Regions from separate parts of the Sus scrofa genome. Here region 2 is linked to region 1. A link is a contact called in public HiChIP or PLAC-seq data. All regions are on one chromosome and are shown on one strand. Each heading gives the region's core, a stretch centred on a gene start, on an enhancer-like site or on the middle of the called end of the contact. The rest is flanking DNA. Distances are from core to core; before and after follow the strand shown. Region 1 has its middle 20 kb from the start of RASSF6. Region 2 has its middle 36 kb from the start of CXCL2.

Region 1 (5,584 bases), core at 824-3,323:
TAGGGAAGCAATCCCATTTACCATCACATCCAAAAGAATAAAATACCTAGGAATAAACCTACCTAAAGAGACAAAAGACCTGTATTCTGAAAACTATAAGCCACTGATGAAAGAAATCAAAGATGACACAAAGAGGTGGATTGGAAGAGTTAATATTATCAAAATGACTATACTACCCAAGGCAATCTACAGATTCAATGCAATCCCTATCAAATCACCGAGGACATTTTTCACAGAACTCGAACAAAATATTTTAAAGTTTGTTTGGAAGTACAAAAGACCCAGAATAGCCAAAGACATCCTGAAAAAGAAAAACGGAGCTGAGGAATCAGGCTCCCAGACTTCAGACTATACTACAAAGCAGCAGTCATCAAAACCAAATGGTTCTGGCACAAAGACAGAAATATAGATCAGTGGAACAGGATAGAAAGCCCAGAATTAAACCCACACACCTACAGCCAACTAATCTATGACAAAGGAGGCAAGAATATACAATGGAGAAGGACAGCTTGTTCAATAAGTGGTGCTGGGAAAACTGGACAGCCACATGGAAAAGAATGAAATTAGAACACTCCCTAACACCATACACAAAAATAAACTCCGAAAGGATTAAAGACCTACATATAAGACCAGACACTATAAAACTCTTAAAGGAAAACATAGGCCAAACACTCTCCAACATAAATGACAGCAACATCTTCTCAGATCCACCTCTCAGAGTATTGATAACAAAAACAAAAATAAACAAATGGGACCTAATCAAACTTCAAAGTTTCTGCACAGCAAAGGAAACCCTAAACAACACAAAAAGACAACCCACAGAATGGGAGAAAATCTTTGCAAATGAATCGACTGACAAGGGATTAACCTCCAAAATTTATAAACAACTTCTGCAGCTCCATACCAAAAAAACAAACAACCCCATCCAAAAATGGGCAGAAGATCTAAACAGACAATTCTCCAAAGAAGACATACAGATGGCCGAGAAACACATGAAAAGATGTTCAACATCACTCATTATTAGAGAAATGCAAATCAAAACCACTCTGAGGTACCACCTTACACCAGCCAGAATGGCCATCATCAAAACGTCTCCAAACAATAAGTGCTGGAGAGGGTGTGGATTGTAAGCATAGAACTACCATTTGATCCAGCAAACCCACTCCTGGGCATTTACCCAGAGAAAACCACGACTCGCAAAGACACATGTACTCCGATGTTCATTGCAGCACTATTTAAATAGCTAAAACATGGAAACAACCTAAATGTCCATCGACAGAGGAGTGGATCCAGAAGATGTGGTACATATACAGAATGGAATATTACTCAGCCATCAAAAAGAATGAAATACCAGCATTTTTTGCAACATGGATGGACCTAAAAACTATCATGTTAAGTGAAGTCAGCCATACAATGAGACACCAACATCCAATGCTTTCACTGACATGTAGAATCTGAAAAAAGGACAGACTGAACCTCTTTGCAGAACAGATGCTGACTCACAGACATTAAAAAAGTTATGGTCTCCGGAGGAGACAGTTTGGGGGTGTGGGGATGTGCTTGGGCTGTGGGATGGAAATCCTGTGAAATCAGATTGTTATGATCATTATACAACTACAGATGTGATAGATTTATTTGAGTAATTAAAAAAAAAAAAAGTCTACTGCTTCAAATTGTGAACCTGTGAATGGCTGCAACCTGAGTCTGGATGCCACGTTTTTAGCCCAACACTGCCACTTCTAGGTGAAATGGGATATCGCTTCCCTCAGGGCTAAATTTAAAATGGAAAGTCCTGGACAGGCCTGACCAGCCTCTATTCCCTCTGTCCCCCCTCCCTCTGATTTTCCTGTAAGGAAATAACCTAGAGTACGCTTGTGGTAATCACACCGTAAACAAGATGTTAAAGCGGGCGCTGGTCAATCAGCATATGCTCACACTTCTTGTTACAGTGGCCGATGTACCTTAGTTCAGTCTGCATGAAGAACAGGAAGAATCATTGGATACTGTGAGACATACAACTCTTTCTCTGGAAATGGACAAGGAAGCTTGTAACCACTTCGTGACCATGCATCTTTGTGGCCATGGGGTGACATTTCATCTGGAGATAAAGACAGAAGGAAGAGATAGAGCCTAGCTCTTAACCAAAACATGTCTGATGCTGAGTCGTCCTTTGGTTTTCAGTTACATGAGCCAATAAATACATATTATTGTTTAAATCCCATTGACTCAGGTTTTCCACATCTGAAAGCTCTTTATTGATAAATAGACCCAACGCTGCCTACTTTGGTGTTTAAAATGATTGAAGTAAGGGATTTACTTTCCACGTGCTATGGTTTGAATACATGCTTCATTGTGGACACCTTCATGATGATAAATGATTTAGAATTATCTCCAAACCAAAGAAGTGATCAGATCATTTTTATGCAGCTCATTTATATTTTGTCCTGTGAAATTCATCATGATAGGTTTGTAAGACTAAAGGCATTCACACTGAGTCAATGTATCACTCTAGACCAATTTGTGTACTGCGTGAAAGACAAATTATGTCAAACTCAAAGAGACCAAGCTTCATTTTCTGAGAATTTGGAGGAAATGTTATCAGTCATAGGTATCTTTTAGTTTAAGAACAGGAACTGATGTTGAGACATAAAACATGACCAAATGGATTGTTTCTTGTTTGACTCAAAAGCATTTCCCCGTGAACTTTTCCTCTAGGAATTCAAAGAATTGCTTCTATGAAGTATGACTCAGTCTCCCCACTGACCTCACTTATTGACAATTGCAAAATTTGTTTCCCCCACATTGGATGTGACACCCCACACAGCCTTGGCCATAATAACAAAACCCTCTACAACCTATGTCCCATTTACCTCTCCACACACTTCCCACGTGTCCCATTGATCTTTCTACATACCTGCAGGGGGTTGGACCAGATCCTCTCAAGTTCAGAGGAAACTCCAAAATTTCAAAATGCTATACATGCAAATGGCAAGACGTGCACCAGCCATGTGGAAACTGGACTGTCATTTCTCCATAAGCATTTCTTTTTTTTTCTTTTTTTCTTTTTTTTTAAGGCCACACTCATGGCATAGAGAAATCCTGGACTGGGGGTCCAATAGGAGCTACAGCTTCCAGCCTACACCATAGCCACACAGTGCCAGATCTGAGCCGCATCTGTGACCTACACCACAGCTCACAGCAATGCCGAATCCTTAACCCGTGAGTAAGGCCAAGGATCAAACCTGCCTCCTCATGGATATTAATTGGGTTTGTAACTTGCTGAGCCACAACAGGAACTCCTCCATAAGCGTTTCTGTGATAAAACTGTTTAAAGGGAGAAATATATAGATATATATATTCACACACATATATCAACATATTTGAGGAGGAGGATGATCACCAAGACTTCAATAAAAGTTTTGTTGACATATTATTTGTCTGAATAAAGCTGAACATACCGGAAGGTGAGAAAATCGGGAGAACAAATATTGTATAAATTAGAAAAGTTAACCTGGAAAGCTTGATACAGACAAATCCATCGACCTGCAACATTCTAGCCAAGTTAAGTTGAAATTGCTAATAGGGGTTCACGGAAACACCACTATGGTTGAACAAGCAGTGTGCATTTCTCCCTGTGTGAGGGAGAGGTCACTGCTTGGGAAGAGGGTGTCTCACTAAAACAGCATCCGGAAGGATCTACTTTAGAATCTGGGCTTGTTAGGTGATTTGGGGGAGGGTTAGGAGGTTCTGGACTGGATGTTGTTAGAAAGTGGGACAATCCTATGGTTGGGTCTCTTAATAAATTTTACCTAGATGGAGGGGTGACATAAAAGAGGCTAAAACCACACCTAGAAAGGAAGCAGCTGGCACGCTGATCAGCCAGGATGGTGGATGTTTGAACTTTTCTGTGGCTCAACCCATGTTCATGATTTAGTCTGTGTTCAGCTGGGGTTAGAGAGCGGTCTTGTTTGTGTCTTGATCCATCATCGTCACAGATGTCAGTGTTCTGTGAAATTGTTTATTTCAAAAGAAGAACACAGAAGATCTTGCCAAGAGTACCAGGCCAGCTCCTGGAGATTAGGGGCAGCTTTTCTCTTTATCAAAACCATACAAGGTTTGCAACATCAAACCTTATGAAGCAACATTTCCTAAGAAACAACAACAAAAAAGAAAACAGGCTCAGGAGTTCCCGTCGTGGCCCAGTGGTTAGCAAATCCGACAAGGAACCATGAGGTTGCGGGTTCGATCCCTGCCCTTGCTCAGTGGATTAACAATCTGGCGCAGCAGACACAGCTCGGATCCCACGTTGCTGTGGCTCTGGTATAGGCTGGCAGGTACAGCTCCGATTAGACCCCTACCCTGGGAATCTCCATATGCCACGGGAGTGGCCCAAGAAATGGCAAAAAAAGACAAAAAAAAAAAAAAAGAAAAGAAAAAAAAGAAAACAGGTTCAAAGAGATGGAGATAAACATTTGTAAATTTATGATATGAATGACAAGGAAATTGCTTCATCAAGTTACCACAGCATATATATACACAATGGAATACTACTCAGCCATAAAAAAGGATGACATCATGCCATTTGCAGCAACATGGATGGAACTAGAGAATCTCATACTGAGTGAAATGAGCCAGAAAGACAAAGACAAATACCATATGATATCACTTATAACTGGAATCTAATATCCAGCACAAATGAACATCTCCTCAGAAGAGAAAATCATGGACTTGGAGAAGAGACTTGTGGTTGCCTGATGGGAGGGGGAGGGAGTGGGAGGGATCGGGAGCTTGGGCTTATCAGACACAACCTAGAATAGATTTACAAGGAGATCCCGCTGAATAGCATTGAGAACTATGTCTAGATACTCATGTTGCAACAGAAGAAATGGTGGGGGAAAAACTGTAATTGTAAGGTATACATGTAAGGATAACCTGACCCCCTTGCTGTACAGTGGGAAAATAAAAAAAAAAATAAATAAAAAAAAAAAAAGTTACCACAGCAGCTTTCGTTAGAGCAAGGTGATAACATTTCTCATCATCATCATTCAAATTCAGATAATTTTTTAATATTTTTGTCAAATGCAAAGTTTCAAACTTAGCTAAATAAATTTTCTCTATGCCAAGAAAAACTGGACAGAATTTGTAAGAGTCCGCCCATACCTGAACTGGACATATTTACAAAGCATGGGTTGTACACACATATATTTTGATGTATATGCCACAGCAAATCTGCATGGCCCTTTTGACAGGCAACTAGGCCATACAGGTCAGGACATATAAAAATATACATGTGTTTTTGAGTTTGTGACACTGATCAGAGGACTTTATTCTATAAATATTCTTTTTTTTAAATCTTTTTTTGTTTGTCTTTTTAGGGCCACACCGGTGGCAGATGGTAGTTCCCAGGCCAGGGGTCAAATCACAGCTGCAGCTGCCAGGCTACGCCACAGCCACACAGAATCTGAGCCATGCTTGTGACCTACACTACAGTTCACGGCAATACCGGGGATCAAACCCACATGCTCATGGATACTAGTCGGATTCTTAACCCACTGAGCCACTGTGGGAACTCCATAGATATTCT
Region 2 (5,654 bases), core at 1,624-4,123, 270 kb before region 1:
AACTGGGGTCCCGAGAGCTTGTCCATAGTCATACAGATGGCAAATGAGGGCACCGAGATTCTGAGTCAGAGTAAGATGATATATTATATTCTTCCAGCTGGGTCAGGCTGCCATCCATGCCCAGTTAGCAGAACCATCATGGTGCTTGATTAAAATGCCACTTCCCTGAAACAAAGAAATAATGGCTTTTGGAGTTCCCATTGTGGCACAGAAGAACCGAATCCGACTAGTATCTATGAGGACACAGGTTCAATCCCTGGCCTTACTCAGTGGGTTAAGGATCCAGCGTTGCTGTGAGCTGTGGTGTAGGCTGGCAGCAACAGTTCCAATTCGACCCCTAACTTGGGAACTTCCATAAGCCATGGGTGAGGCCCTAAAAAGCAAAAAAAAAAAAAAAAAAAAAAAGAAAAGAAATAATGACTTTAATTTTTTTTTTAACAGGGGGTACTTTTTGAGCATATTTAAATGTATATGAGGACTATTTTTTTCTTTTAAAATGTTTTAAAATAAGATATTGGACTATGACTATGATGACTTTTTGCTTATTTTTCAGCTTTATTGAGATATAACTGACAAATAAATTGTAAGATATTCAAACTACACATTGTGATGATTTAGATATGCATTGTGAAATTGTTCCTCCAACCTAGTTAATCAACATATCACCTCACACACTTTCCTTTTTTTTTTTTTTGTAAGAATATTCAAGTTCTACTCCCAGCAAATTTCAGTTACACAACACAGTATTATCAACTATAGTCACCCTGTTATGTATTAGATTCCCTGGACCATTTTTTTAAAAAGTATTATTGGTATACAATGTCTGGTATTTATCTGGTTCAGTTATTTGAATTATTTTCAAACATAAGAGAAACTACAATAGCAATTTCATTAGTGGATTCGAGATTGAGTTTGGTGAATTACTGTAAGGAGATCTAAGTCTTTCAAAACTGATAAATAATTCATGTGAAAAATAATTGATTCCTGGGACACCTTGATAATGATACCTATCATTTACTGAATCTATAGTCTATGTGAAAGGCTGGGATACATAGTTGACAAAAATGTACTTTAATTAGCTCTCACCCCTCTTTTCTGAGTTCCTTCCATTCCCTTGTCTTAGAGGTAAGGAAGTAGAGACAGAGAGAGGGCAGAAATATCATACAGCGAGTAAGTGACTAAGCTGGGTTCGAATCCAGGGAGAATGGCCTTTTTCTGGTATTGTTCTGGAATGTCACATGACTCCTAGTGCGGGCACAAGGGCCAATCCACGGAGGACAGCAAAAGAGCCTGTTGTTTAAAACATAAAACTTTTTAAAAATCTTAAATTATGCAGTTCCTGGTTTTGTAGGGTCAGATAATTACAAAGATGCTCTAAAAGGAAAAATTGAAATTACAATGTAAAAATGAACATGTAGGAGTTCTTGTGGCTCAGCAGGTTAAGAGCCTGACTAGTATCCACAAAGATGCGAGTTCAATCCCTGGCTTCGATCAGTGGGTTAAAAGATCTGGCATTGCTGTGAGCTGTGGTATAGATTGCAGATGCGGCTCCAATCCCATGTTGCTGTTGCTGTGGCTGTGGTGTAGGCTGGCAGCTGCAACTCCAATTCCACCCCTAGCCTGAGAACTTCCATATGCCTCTGGTGTATTTGGTTACATAATCTTGATCTCCTCTTCACATAACAGTGAAGATGATTATTTTTGAGATGATCTCCTATACATAGAATAGAGAGATGGTTTATTCTTTCCATTAGGATGGTTGATCAAAGTTTGCTTTTATTATAGCTAGCTGGATGCATAAAGCATGGGACTTCATATACAGAAGAACTTAGTTATTTGTTATGCTACTCAAGTGGATGCTCTACAAACATAGGAATGCTGATAAATTCTCTGTAACATGATTCCAGTCAAATAGGAAAAAAAAAGTATGAAACATTTATAATTGTAGAGCCTAATTGCATTATTAAGTATATTTCTGAAATGTGAAGGTTTGTTTTGTCTCGGTTTGATGTAAACTGATCCTATGCTTTTTTGCGGGGGCACCGCACCTGCAGCATATGGAAGTTCTCAGGCTAGGAGTTGAATCGGAGCTGCAGCTGCCAGTCTACACCACAGTCACAGCCACACAGGATCCCAGCCATGTCTGAGAACTACACTGCAACTCGAAGCAATGCCAAATCCTTAACCTACTGAGTCAGGCCAGGGATCGAACCTGCATCCTCCTGGATACTAGTCATGTTCGTTAGCCACAACAGGAATCCCTGAATCCTCTGCTTTTGACTTTACATTTTGACAGTTGAAAGAATTTTCCCCAGACTAGGTTCTGGCTCTACATATTTCAATCTTGTTTTTCCCATAACCACGCCACTTTAGTGTTGTCCACCTTAATGTCCATTCGAATCCCTGCCTCGGGAAGGTGTGCAGGCACAGTAAGGAGAGGGATATTCCTAGAAGCTAACCCCATCCCAAGATGGCTAGTAAAAGCAGAGCTCTTCCCAACGTGACTGTGAGCCAGTAAAATATCTATCACTACATCTCAATTGAGACATCCTCAACTCAACTTCTCAGCTAGATCTCAAACATCCACATCCATCTATATCCACATCACCCAGCACAAGGAGAGGTATAAAGAAAGAGAGTAGGAGTAAGAATAAGCAGTCCTAACCAGGTGGTTAAAATATATAACTTTGGCACATTTTATAAAACTATACGGCCCTTGCTCAGCCCTCTTCCCCTCAGCCTTGAAGAAAGGCTAAGCTAGTGAGGGTCATGGAGCTTCAGGTAGTCAGCTCCGTGAAACATCCACCCATGACTGTGATGAACTTCTCATCTATCTGAGTGGCATTACTGCTGGCAGCATGTAAAAATGTCCTCCTTATGGTCAGGTGAGTAATTGTGACTCTTTTAAATGATAACAGTGACAAATGAGTGTTCGGCTGTGTGGTCAAAATGGTGAATCAGATCTCTTCTGGGAAAAAATATCCCAGTGATCTTTCTGTCTTTTTGGATGTCCACCCAAACCACACTCACATCTGCTACATTCAAATTTGCATGTTAAATTTTAATTTGTCAGAGTTTCCCCTTTGGGGGCTCCTCAAAGCCAAGCTCATGAGGGCAATTTCTTTTCAATGGCTGATTTATCCTCAGGGTAACAATGCCCCTGAGGATAACTCTTTTTTCGAGAGGCGCCTAGGATAGAAATATTTGAGGAAAGGGATTTTAAAGGGAGATTCTGAAATCCTTGGGAAATTCCACAACTGTTTTTTGTAGCCATGTCAACAAACGCCAGGGCCCAGTATCTGTGAGTCATGAGTCAGGCATGCTGATGTTGGAATGGAGTCAACAGAAGGAAGTTGGCCTCAGGCACAGGGACTCAGTGCTAAGCCGGAAAAACTACCCAAGATTTCTTCTTTGCAGCAGATTTGTCTTGAGTGTTTCTTGGGATTCAAATTCAGCTCCTGTTGTTGAAGGGGAAGAAGCCAAGAAGTCACTTAGGAAGGGCTACCGTGGGCTACAGGAAGACTCACAGGCAGGAGAGGCCAAACCTTGAGATCTTTACTCCTGTGGTGTGGCGGAGATTGCAAGAATGAACTTCAGGAACTGCTCAAGCAGTGGTGTTACCTGGGGGGAATTTTATAGGTGGCACAGTTTTTATCATATAAAAAGAGGGGAAAGGTACTGCAGACAGAGAAAACAACATGAGCAAAAACTCAGAGGTACAATAGTTTACAAGACTGAAGCTGAGGGAGTTCCTGTCGTGGTTCAGTGGTTAACGAATCCGACTAGAAACCATGAGCTTGTGGGTTCGATCCCTGCCCTTGCTCAGTGGGTTAAGGATCTGGCGTTGCCGTGAGCTGAGGTGTAGGTTGCAGACGCGGCTCGGATCCCGCATTGCTGTGGCTCTGGTGTAGGCCTGTGGCTACAGCTCCAATTTGACCCCTAGCCTGGGAACCTCCATATGCCGTGGGAGCGGCCCAAGAAATGGCAAAAAAGACACACACACACACAAAGACTGAAGCTGAGAGGAAATGGGGAGAAAGTTCTAGAGAGGAGTCTGGAGAGGCCCAAGGGACCAGCAGGGAAAAGCTTTTATCAGGGCAGCAATCCTGAGGACCACAGCAGAGGGGTAGACTCTGACCAGTAAGCCTGGGAAAACACATGGCCAGATTCATATTGTGGGAACTTGGCAGCAGGGAGTGCGTGGTGGAGGAGGAAAGCTTGTGGTTTGGCCATTTAAGAGATTTCGCTGGTGACCTGGGGGAGAGAAGGAAGGGCTCAGTCTAGTCTAGTGGAGCTAGGAAGGGGGATAAATTTTTAAAAGAGTAGGAAATGTTAAATGCTTGAATCCTTCACAAATGCAATAGAAATGTTAAGAAATGCTGACAACACACTAAAGGTGAAATAACCAAGACATAACATTGTGGAATATGCACAACACACAAGGTTGAAATAAAACATAGCAAAACTTTAAATAGCCATAATGTCTGGATAGTAAGGTGACAGATAATATTTATTTTCTTTTTCATATTTTATATACTCAAAGGGAATCATATGTGTAATCCAGAACTAAGACAAAAGTTAAGAAGAAAAGAAGGATGAGAGAAAGGAAGTGAAAGAAGGAGGAAGGAAGGATGAAAGGAAGAAAAGAGACAGATTTCAGAGCTGTTAAGGAGATATACTCAGTGAGGTATGGGAAGTAAAAATGGTTCAATAGAGAGTTCTGATTCCCACCAACATCTCTTTAACTTAACCTATTCTAGAAGTTTCTACAAAGCAAGCATCATAGGCTGTAGGACCCAGGTTGTATATATCGTATGTGGGGGACATAAACATGAGATGGAAGCCAGATTAGGAAAATACTTAAGTTGTGTTCACCAGACTGTCCATTGGTTTAGCTATGGCTGCTGAGTGGCTGGATGTGTAATGTGTTTGGTAGGAGAGCAGCAGACTTTGGGTCTGGTTTCTTAGGAAGAGGCTGCCCTGCTAAAGCCAGATCCCTGGCTGGCAGCCCAGGTCTGCCCAGTCCTTGTCTAGCCCTAGGTTCCCTTTTTCTGACTCAGAGCATTCGATGCTGGCTGCTGTATATATTGCAAATCTGAATGTGTTGTAAATATCCAGTTGTTAACAGCTGTTTTTTCTGAGCCCTTGGAAAATCAAAAAGGATTCTCATAATTATAGGAACAACAATAGTGATAATGAAGATTAAGATGGGCAATACAATATATTTGCTGAAGGACCTAGGAGTAATATTCGACAGTGTCACTGAGTGTTCCGAGGTTCAAATTTGGGGATGGGTGTCATTTTTTTCCAAGAAGTGTTAAGTAAGTGGCCTGAAATTCTATGCTGTGTCTTCCTGTAAGAGAGCTATCTCCTTGAGCAGCCCCAGTGTTTCTGGAGGAGAGACCATATGGAGACCAGAGAGACCAGAAGGCACTTCTCTCTGCATACCACTTTTGCCTTAAGAACTCAACACTCAAACCCAGAGCTCAGTCCATAAATTAATTTCCTCAGCATGGCTGAAGGGTCCTCTCCACATGCTCTGGTGGCCTGTGCACTTGTCTGTATGATGACACTCCATCCACTGCATTTTACGTGCCTGCCTGTACTCTTACTAGATTTTAAGATCTGTAAAGGAATTATATCTTATTCTCTGT

The links. HiChIP or PLAC-seq counts read pairs in DNA pulled down with a chosen protein or histone mark.
Region 2: an H3K27ac HiChIP or PLAC-seq map of alveolar macrophages shows a contact between it and region 1. The contact joins two enhancer-like sites. A contact is called at or near these places in 1 of 47 Hi-C or Micro-C datasets (alveolar macrophages) and 2 of 2 datasets of contacts at active chromatin or transcription factors (alveolar macrophages and skeletal muscle).

The regions. Positions count from the first base shown.
Region 1 is chr8:69,849,375-69,854,958 of Sscrofa11.1, reverse strand. No RefSeq gene overlaps it. Among named protein-coding and RNA genes, the nearest start is that of RASSF6, 20 kb to the right of the region's middle. Within about 2 kb of position 2,073, at least 7 of the 83 cell types and tissues checked have an H3K27ac peak or open chromatin away from gene starts, as enhancers often do. A contact at or near this core is called in alveolar macrophages, where this site is marked.
Region 2 is chr8:70,118,895-70,124,548 of Sscrofa11.1, reverse strand. No RefSeq gene overlaps it. Among named protein-coding and RNA genes, the nearest start is that of CXCL2, 36 kb to the left of the region's middle. Within about 2 kb of position 2,873, at least 44 of the 83 cell types and tissues checked have an H3K27ac peak or open chromatin away from gene starts, as enhancers often do. A contact at or near this core is called in alveolar macrophages, where this site is marked.